2 separate regions of the Cricetulus griseus genome follow, and region 1 is linked to region 2. A link is a contact called in public Micro-C data. All regions are on one chromosome and are shown on one strand. The core of a region is the stretch at or near the end of the contact, and the rest is flanking DNA. Distances in the headings are between cores, read along the strand shown.

Region 1 (4,603 bases), core at 384-2,883, 350 kb before region 2:
GAAAGAGACAGACAAACAGGCAGACAGACAGAAACAGACAAAATGAATCTGGAAAGATTAAGAAGGATGTGGAGCCCCTAGAGCCGTCTAAAGTGAGCAAAAAGCCGGCTCTCCCGGGCCACCCACTCCCCTCCCCTCTCCTCCCGTCCTCATGACTGTAATTATAAAGCGAAAAGCGGCGGCGAGGTCACCCGTTTTTACCAGCCTGCTGCACCGAATGCGCGCGGTGCAGGTGCGGCGGCCGCGGGGCTTTGTGATTCATGCCCACTTTCAAAGGGGGGCTTGGGCCCGTCTGAGAGGCACCCAAACAACTGTCTTCTAATATTAGCACGGCTGTATTTCGGGATCTATTATAGTCTGTCCAGACAGATCCCATTGTAATGGGATCTTTTATTAAAAGATTAGCACTATCTCCTGCAGTTGGTGGAAAAAAATCTGTTATCACTGAGTTATTTGCAGTTGTGGAGGGGGTGGGAGGAGGGTGATGGAAGATGGGGGTGGGAGGATGAGAGGAGGACCAGAGGAGGGTCGGGGGGGGTAGGGCGGGGGGAGAAAAAAAGGGAGAATTTGAAATCCGTAGAACAAATCCCAATGATCTGAGAATGTCCAAGAATTTTTGTCTGCATAGTTCGCTGTTTGTTGTCTTTCGGGCTTCAGAAGCGAAAAGAATAGAAATTTAAAAGGCAGCTTTGAAATCAACAATATAGCATTTTCCGTGAAGTAATCGTTTTATATAAAAGGAAATATCGCCTCCTCAGTTTCATTCAGCCGTGCCAGAAAATGTTATAAATGAGAAGACCCGCCAACTTTCGGCGAAGAATGCCAGGCATTGCACTCAATAAACTGAGGCTGCATAAGTTCAATATCATGGTGCAATCTTTTTTTTAATATGAGAGAGAGAGAGAGAGAGACAGGGAGAGAGGGAGGGAGGGAAGGAGAGAGGGAGGGAGGGAGACTGAGACTCGGGACAGAAACTGGGGCGTCTCGGAGCGGAGGAGGAGGGGGGCAGACCGCCTACGTCGGCGCCCCCGCTCCGGGCTGCGGCTCCAGACGCTGCGAAGTGAAAGGGGAGAAAAGAAAGGGAGAGGGCGAGACTGCCGGGGGCGACCGGCTCCGAGGTGTTAAACATTTTTGTTTGCCTCTGACTTGTGGAGACCGAGGGCCGCGTCTCGGCAGCGCTCCGCCCGGGTGGAAGGTGTCCGGGGTCGGGGTTCTTAGCAACCACTCCAGTCTGGGGGACTTGGGGGTGGGGGGGAGAGGGCACGGTGGCCGTAAAGTAAGACACGCAAGAGACCCCGGGACACAAAACGTCGCCTGGACCCCGCGCCAAGGCTCAGCGGGGAGGATCCTGAAACTGTTCCCGGGGGCATTTCAGCAGCTCCAGGATCCTGCGGCATTTGAAGAAGTCTCTCTGGAGCCCTGGAGCAAAGGTGCGGGGGACCAACTCCCGGAGTCCCCCTTGCTCCACTGGCCGCCTCTTCCAGCACCCTCACTCACGCGCGCGCGCGCGCGCGCACACACACACACACACACACACTCGCGCATACACACAGTCGCGCGCTCGCGCTCACACACACACACACACACACACACACACACACACACACTCACACTCACACACACTCACACTCGCACGCCACCCCGGGCGCGCCGGCTCCGAGCGGCGGCGTGCAGGACTGAAGTGGATGTTCTCCAACCCCGAAGCGTCGCCCCCAGCCCCCGCCCCTGTGGCCGACCCCTCCCGCTTCTACGCAAATAAGAACTCGGCGATTCCCCTCCTGCCTCTTTGATTTCGGGCACCTCCGACAGATAATTGGGAAGGGTTTCCAGAAGGTGGGAAATGTCACCTGATTCACACTGAACTTTTAAAAGCTCCCCACCCCCAAAGAGCCGGCACACCCTCGGTCGCGGCCGCCCTCCCACAGCCCCACACACTGGGAGACCGCCCACCTCAAACCTTAAGACCCCCGTCTAGATTTAAAGAGCGGCTGCGCCCGGCTTCTGACGTCCATTGAATCGCGCGGGCGGCCGGTGGCGAGCGCGGGGCTGCGCCAGGATCGTTGCGCCCTCCGCCGCTCGCCTCTGCGACGCGCGCCGCTGGTCCGAGCCACCCGCCGCCGCGCTCCTCGCCCTGCGCCTGCCCCAGGATGGTCTGCGCCAGGCACCAGCCCGGCGGGCTCTGCCTCCTGCTGCTGCTACTCTGCCAGTTCATGGAGGACCGCAGCGCCCAGGGTGAGTGGAGCGGGATGCGCCCAGAGGCTCGGCTGGAGCAGGGGTTCTACTTTTCTGCGGTCTCGACTCGGTCTGTTTCTACCGACGCTGCTCTCGGAAGATGTTAGAACCTCTCGGCCACTCCGGGAGAAAGGAGTAGGGGGAAAGGACTGAAGCAGTGACACTTTGGGATAGAGAGCAGAGTTTAGAGTCGGGTTATCCTCAAAAAGGAAAAGGCGTGAGTGGGTGAGCTGGAACCTCAGTAGTTAGGGATAGATGCTCCAAGTTCTGGTCATAATGACTTTAGATGTTATCTCCTCTAGTTGGCTCAGGAGAAGGACGAGCATCCATAATAGCCTGGAGGCTGTAGTCGACCTACTAACGATCTAACCTATCTTCCTTCCATATCTTTTGGTGACTTTTTAAAAAATGACTTGGGGTGGGGGATGGGAAATAACGAATTTTCTTGGGTGGCTGGGGGACGTGGTTTCAGAAACTTTGCCCAAACTTGGAAATGTGGGTACTGAAATTTTTAGAGGGAGGTAGTGTTAGTGGATGCTCCTTCCACTCCTCTCCCTGAGCCCCGCGAGAAAGGAGAAGAAAAAGGACAAGCCAAATTATTAGCCCGAAGCATTTTAAGTACTTTACAGTTTTCTCCACTTTGCCTCATTCATGTCTGCTAACTTTCTGTAAAACAATAAGCAGCCCACGAGCGATTTCAATTCTGACGTGGATTAAAGAGCGAATTTCGGAAATTTATCTTCTAAAATTTTTAAATGATTTATTTTATAACAATTAGTCTCCGGGCAGGATTTTTTTTTTTTAAATAGTGGTGACCATGCAGTTTGCGCTCCAGTTGCTCGAGTCACTTTGGTGATTCATGAGAAGTCTTCTTGTCCAAAGTCCGAACCCATGAAAAGGGCTAGGGGAGAAAACTATTTGCAAAGAGTTCTTGGTAGACATGAGGTAGGTATATGTGACCTGCTGGACACCTCCCCCCTTTAGTACTGCTGCTTTGCTTGTTAGAGCGGTAAAGTTTTGTGTATTGTAAGCTGCCCTCCCGGGCACTGGCCCTAGCCGTCTGCCCGACACTAGGCTGGGCAGCCCGCCTCTCTGATAGGGGCGCTGCCTGGGTGCCGGAACGTGGGCGCCAGGGAAAGCAGCCCTCGGAGATTTCGAAAGATCGCGGTGGCTGCGGCCGTGCTCCGGGCTGGCCGATTGCAAAACGGGCCCGACGGGCGGGTTGCGCCTCGAGGCCGCACAGGGCAAACCCAGGCTGGGCCCGGCTGCTTTCTTTTTTTTTTTTTTTTTTTTTTTTTTTTTTTTTTTTTTTGCTTTCATTTTTTCACAAGTGTCTTTTGCTTGATCTGTTTCTGAAGATTCATATTCATTCTCCCTACTCCCCCTCCCTCCCTCCTTCCCTCCCTTCCACGTCTGCTCTCTCTACTTTCTTAACCCCTGTCACAAATAATTCTCTTACCGCCTACATGAAACCAACATGTAAAAACATCCGTCGCATCCTGTTTTTGTCAGGTTCTTTAATCTGTTCTTCCAGTCGCTGCAGGTTATGAAATGGGACGAATAAAAGTAAACAGTCTAGTAAAAGTCAATGCAAGCTGCACGTGTTGTGTCTGGGTCACTGGTAACTGACATTGATATGGCTAGGGCACTGCGGCTGTGGCTGCTTTAGCCCACCTCCCACCTCGGTATGGGTCTCTCTCTCCTCTCCTCTTCTCTCTCTCTCTCTCTCTCTCTCTCTCTCTCTCTCTCTCTCTCTCTCTCTCTCTCTCTCTCTCTCTCTCTCTCTCTCTCTCTCTCTCTGCCCCCCACCCACTCTCCCTCGATCGTTTGGTTCCCAGACCCATCAGGCCTCTTTGCCGTCTCTAGCCCCCTTCCTTGCCCTACCCCACTGCTTGCTCATTCACCTCCTGATCCCTGTCTCTTCACAGCTGGGAATTGCTGGCTCCGCCAAGCCAAGAATGGCCGCTGCCAGGTCCTGTATAAGACAGAATTGAGCAAAGAGGAGTGCTGCAGCACCGGCCGTCTGAGTACCTCGTGGACCGAGGAGGATGTGAACCACAATACTCTCTTCAAGTGGATGATTTTCAACGGAGGCGCCCCCAACTGCATCCCCTGTAAAGGTGGGCCTTCTCTTCCCTAGGCGGCAGGCCCTCAGTAGAGGGCGTCTTGCCCTCAGCTTTCCCACTGTCTGGCTGGGACTGGCAGAGTTTTGTTCGGTTTCTCCATGTTTTCCCCGGGTAGAGTGAGCTAGGTGGAATCCAGCGCTGTAGGCAAAACAAGGTCGGCAGAGGTCGGTCCTCAGGCTTCTTAGCTGAGTGTGGTAGTGAAAGCCGCCAACTAGTGTGGTCTTTGAGAAAATTTGGATACAGGA
Region 2 (4,413 bases), core at 625-3,124:
CTCTCCTCTGCCTCCTTTCTTTGAAGTCCCTTCCCTCAAGCACAGATTGCTCACTCATTCCATGTCTGTACAGCCTTTGATTATTTCTCCACCCCCCTACTGGAATAGGAATTTTCCAGAATGAAGGCAGATTTTGGGTCTAATAGAGTTTTTTGCAAAGCATGCCCTCTCATTTTCTTGACTAACCCCACATCTGGAGCAGGAACCATGTGGACCAGATGCTCAGTGAGGGCTTGCTGAACCAACTGCTAACAAAATAAGGTGGAGACTACAGTCTTTTCCCTTTCTTGCCCTTAGTCTTTGGACAAAGATGCTGGAGCACACCAAGCTACAGCAAGATGAGACGTCCTCCAAGACAGGCAGGACTGTCTCTCTATCCACTTTTTGAGAACTTCACTATGTACCTGGCATGGTGCTATGGACAGACACAAACAGGCTTCCAAAGACTTACAAGGCTGCCGGGTCACAAGATGAAAACTCTCAGGTATGTTGCCTATGTAGGAAAAGAGTCAAAGTCACCCCCAGGGTGTGGGATTTACCTATATGAAAAGTTGATCTGATTTACAGATTTATAGATTATGAGAACATAATATAAAAGGACCTTTAAAACCTCAATCTAACTTGTATTATTAAACAATTTTTAACAATATCTACATTGTTCTAGGAAAATCTGTTACTTCTAAGAGCATTTGCTTTTATGACCCAACCAATAAGAGCTTTACATTGCAGCTGCTCCTGTTTGCTTACTTTAGTTGTAGAACTCTAGTAATTGGAAGAAATGTAAAATATGAATCACTATCATACTTAATTCTTTTAAGAATCTGGCCTGTGAAAAGTAATCTCATCTAGGACAACATGCAACATATGCTTTAAATGTCAGTATATGAAGGAAGAAGGATCAACCATTTTGTTCTCAGGTTGGCTTTTGACATGCTGGCTGGCTTTATGTGTTCACCCATTGCTTCCTAATTTGGCTTCTATTCTAAAGTAGAAGTTCTAAAACTCAAAAGACACTCAGAACAGATTTAATTAAGAGAACATTTTAAAATTCAACCTGGCTGTATCTACAGGAAGAACAAAAATATAGAACTGAAAGAGAAACGGAAAATGAGATCCCAGAACACAGAACATTAGATTTTTTTTAAAAAAGAAATTATTAACTAGGTTAGGGACAAGTGACACCTTTTAAGGCATTGGTATTAGTATTAAGCCTGGCCGACAAACATGGGCCTAACCTAGTATTCTGAAAACCAAAGGTAGAGTGTCTTGCTTGGAACAAACATAAGGCTAGAGATGGCAGACAGAGACCCTTTATATATAATTGTACTCAAAGGCTCTTAATGTCCCAAGGAGGCACAAGGCATCACATGGAGACATGGGACAGGCCACCCAGGAAACATCAACTATGCCATCAATTGATCCTTCACTGTAGTCTGGTCTGCACATCAGAGATGTGGCCTACCTTTATCACAAACCACTGAGGCTCAGGAGTCACACTGCTCCATATGAGGCAGTCTATTGTGGGGGGATGTCGGGGGACATTGAGATTCAGTTTGCTCTGGATCCAGTCTCTTAGGGGAAGACAACTGTTTTTTCTTTTCTTTCTGGGGAATAAAAGCACCAGATAGGAAATTTGGTCCCTTTGGAAAAGGACCAGCCATTTGTTCTCTAGAAGGCCCTGAAACCAAGGAGATAAGGGAAAGTGGATCTCTGGAATTGCCTGAGAAAGCCTTTTAGGCCTGACTGTAGCAACTTACTTGAGAGCTGCAACTCATTAAGTGTGTCTCTGATATCACGTCAGATATGAAGATTAGTGGAACATGCCGATAGACTGAATCATCAAAAAGTTCTCTTAGGAATTTCAACATAGAAGATTTGATGGAGAATGACTCCATCGGCTCAAGCCTGTATGGGGAGAGATAAGGTGCACATGCCTTATAGACAAGGGCTTCATTCTTCAGACGGAAGCTCCAACTCAGCTGCCAGTGTGTACTAGGAGTCTGCACTGACTTTGTGCACTGGCCAAACATAAAACCAAGGCTTCTGCCCTCACAGAGCATGGTAATTAAAGAATCCATGTTACTGCCATTCCAGGGGCCTGGCACTAGGGATCAGAACTCTTTTAAAAAACACTAGTAGTTTATTTCCTTCAATCTATTTTGCTCCAGGAGGCAGCACTGTGCCAGGGTCTGGCTTGAGAAGAGCAGCTACGACGAAGCTTCACTGATGCTCAGAAGTGGCTGCACTGTGTCTCAGTCTTGTCTCCAGAAGGATTTAGCAATGTTTGGGTCCCTCACTTGTCAAACTCCTCTGACAGAGGAAGGAAGGGGGCCCTCTTGATCCATATTTTATGAGTATGCCATCAAAACGGAAGCCACATTCCTCAAAACACTCTGGGTAAATAGACATGAGGCAGCAGCATGCTGACACACACTGCAGATCCTGAGCTATCAATCTTTAACTGAAGCTGGAAAGATGCTCTGATTTGCCCATTCTTAGAAATCGCATGGCATATGCCATAAGAACATATGGCCAAGGCATAGCTGAGGCTTCAGCTTGTCCCACTGCCAAGAAAGCTAGACATCAAGTGCCTAACTACTAATGACTCAGGGACTGATGCAGACAAGCCTCCCATGAAAGGGAACTAGAGAAGCCCGAGTTAGAAAAGGTAGACATTTTAAAGGTATCTGGCAGGCAATGTTTGGAAGTATTTACACAAATGTGCAAATGAGTGTGGTGTCGATTTGGTGGAACATGGGAAAGTGATATTTCTAAAATGTAGCAGAATTTCTGCAATTACACTGAGGACGATGGCAAGGCTTTTGAAGCAGGAGCAGGCCAGTACACTCATAAACGCTAAACCCCAGGGATCTGGCTCTGGAGAAACAGCAGTACAAGACATTGGCATCTGGCAAGTGAAATCCAGGAGTTGAATTACCAGGGAGACTGTTGGGGATCCAAACCAGGTGAGATTTATGAAGTATATTTTTTATCTGAGAAGGCAATAGAGTCTATGCATTCATATGGGAGCTTTAATTTGGTGAGACTGACAGTAAACAAACACGCATGCCTTTAGAAGGTCCATTAAACCTTAAAAGTATCAACACAAATTAATGCTCTAATTACAGTTACATTAGCACAAGAAGATGTACAATTAATTGGCTTTCTATGATCTGAACTTCCATTGGGATTTTTTTTTTTTTTTATCTCCGGTTGCTTCTGTTCTCCCTTGAGAAGGAGTACATCACTGATGTATCTCAGAAGCACCAGGTGTGGCGGAATACTTCCTTGGCAACGGTATGGGACATGATACAGCCTCATCACACCTCCTGGTTAGGGCTTTTGTTACAGATCACTATCAGTCTCTCTGCAAACAGGAACCATATTGCAAAGATCAGCAGTCACACAGTTTTCTTTAACAACTTCAAGTACAACATTGTAAGTTTCAGAGGTGTGTGCCAAAGGTGTTATTCAATAGACTGTGTAGTCAATAGCAGAAGCCCTCCCGGTCAGATCTGCCAGGCTTGGAAGAAATTAGGGAAGCCATTATAATGAGTGTGGAGAAGTCTGCAGAACCTCAGGTATTTGCAGTCCTATGCACAAATGTGAGAGTAGCTAGTTGGCGAGAAATTACCTGTTTCTGCCAAGACATCTAGCACTCCAACTGGGTGCAGAACAGCCTGAATCTGCTTACTTTCTAATGAAGGACAGGAAACAAAGTAAAATTAGCACTTTCTACACTAATATGGGGGTGGGAGTGGGAGGCAGAGGTGAAACCAAGCCCGAATGGAGAGGAAGAGAAGGGGAGATGGGAGTAGCATGCTTGTGTGTGCACGTTGAGCAAATAGCTATGTCTCTGAGAGGAAACATTCGAAGCAGGAACAAGTACGGTGTATTTCTCTCCAGTGACATCAGGAAGAGAAAGGGGAATGAAGGGAGCTGATGTTTATCCATGGAACACTGGGTTCTGGAGTTCCCTTGTTGGTGTCATGTCACTCATTCTGGTAGTGACTGGAGAGGAGACACTGGTATTTAGGGTAAATACCTTTGTTCCTCATCTCAGCCTGATCAAGAAAGATAGATGTCTTTTTATCTTCTAACCATGGGATTGTAAACATGTTGACCAATGCCCTTTGTTCCCTAAATGTTTTTAAATAGTAAAATGATAGCTGTCCTTGATGAGGTTCGAAATAAACACAGTAGGGTCTTAAGTCCAGTGAATTTCCTGAGTTGTTGCTCAAATACTGCTACTGTTATGAGGAGAATATGTAGCTTCTCAAAAGAGAGCTGGGATTTGAACCTGAGACTTACAACACAGAAAAATTTTTTCTGTTTTGAGTTTTCTCAACTTTTTTTCCCTTAAACATACTTTTGTTGTTGTTGTTAAAGATAAAATCTCATGAGAAGGCACTG

What was found. A called contact is a pair of places that touch in the nucleus more often than the background predicts.
Region 1: a contact with region 2 is called in a Micro-C map of the CHO-K1 cell line, with 2.5 times the contacts expected there. The contact joins the promoter of Fst here to the enhancer-like site in region 2. A contact is called at or near these places in 2 of 8 Hi-C or Micro-C datasets (both in the CHO-K1 cell line).

What each region holds. Positions count from the first base shown.
Region 1 is chr2:332,299,085-332,303,687 of CriGri-PICRH-1.0, reverse strand. Fst (follistatin) reads left to right here and starts at 1,633. Exons shown (of 6, transcript XM_027401433.2): 1 at 1,633-2,232; 2 at 4,161-4,352. The coding sequence starts at 2,148.
Region 2 is chr2:331,951,277-331,955,689 of CriGri-PICRH-1.0, reverse strand. All of the region lies in intron 4 of Arl15 (ADP-ribosylation factor-like protein 15), which reads right to left. Among named protein-coding and RNA genes, the nearest start is that of Ndufs4, 270 kb to the left of the region's middle. Within about 2 kb of position 1,874, at least 1 of the 6 cell types and tissues checked has open chromatin away from gene starts, as enhancers often do. A contact at or near this core is called in the CHO-K1 cell line, where this site is marked.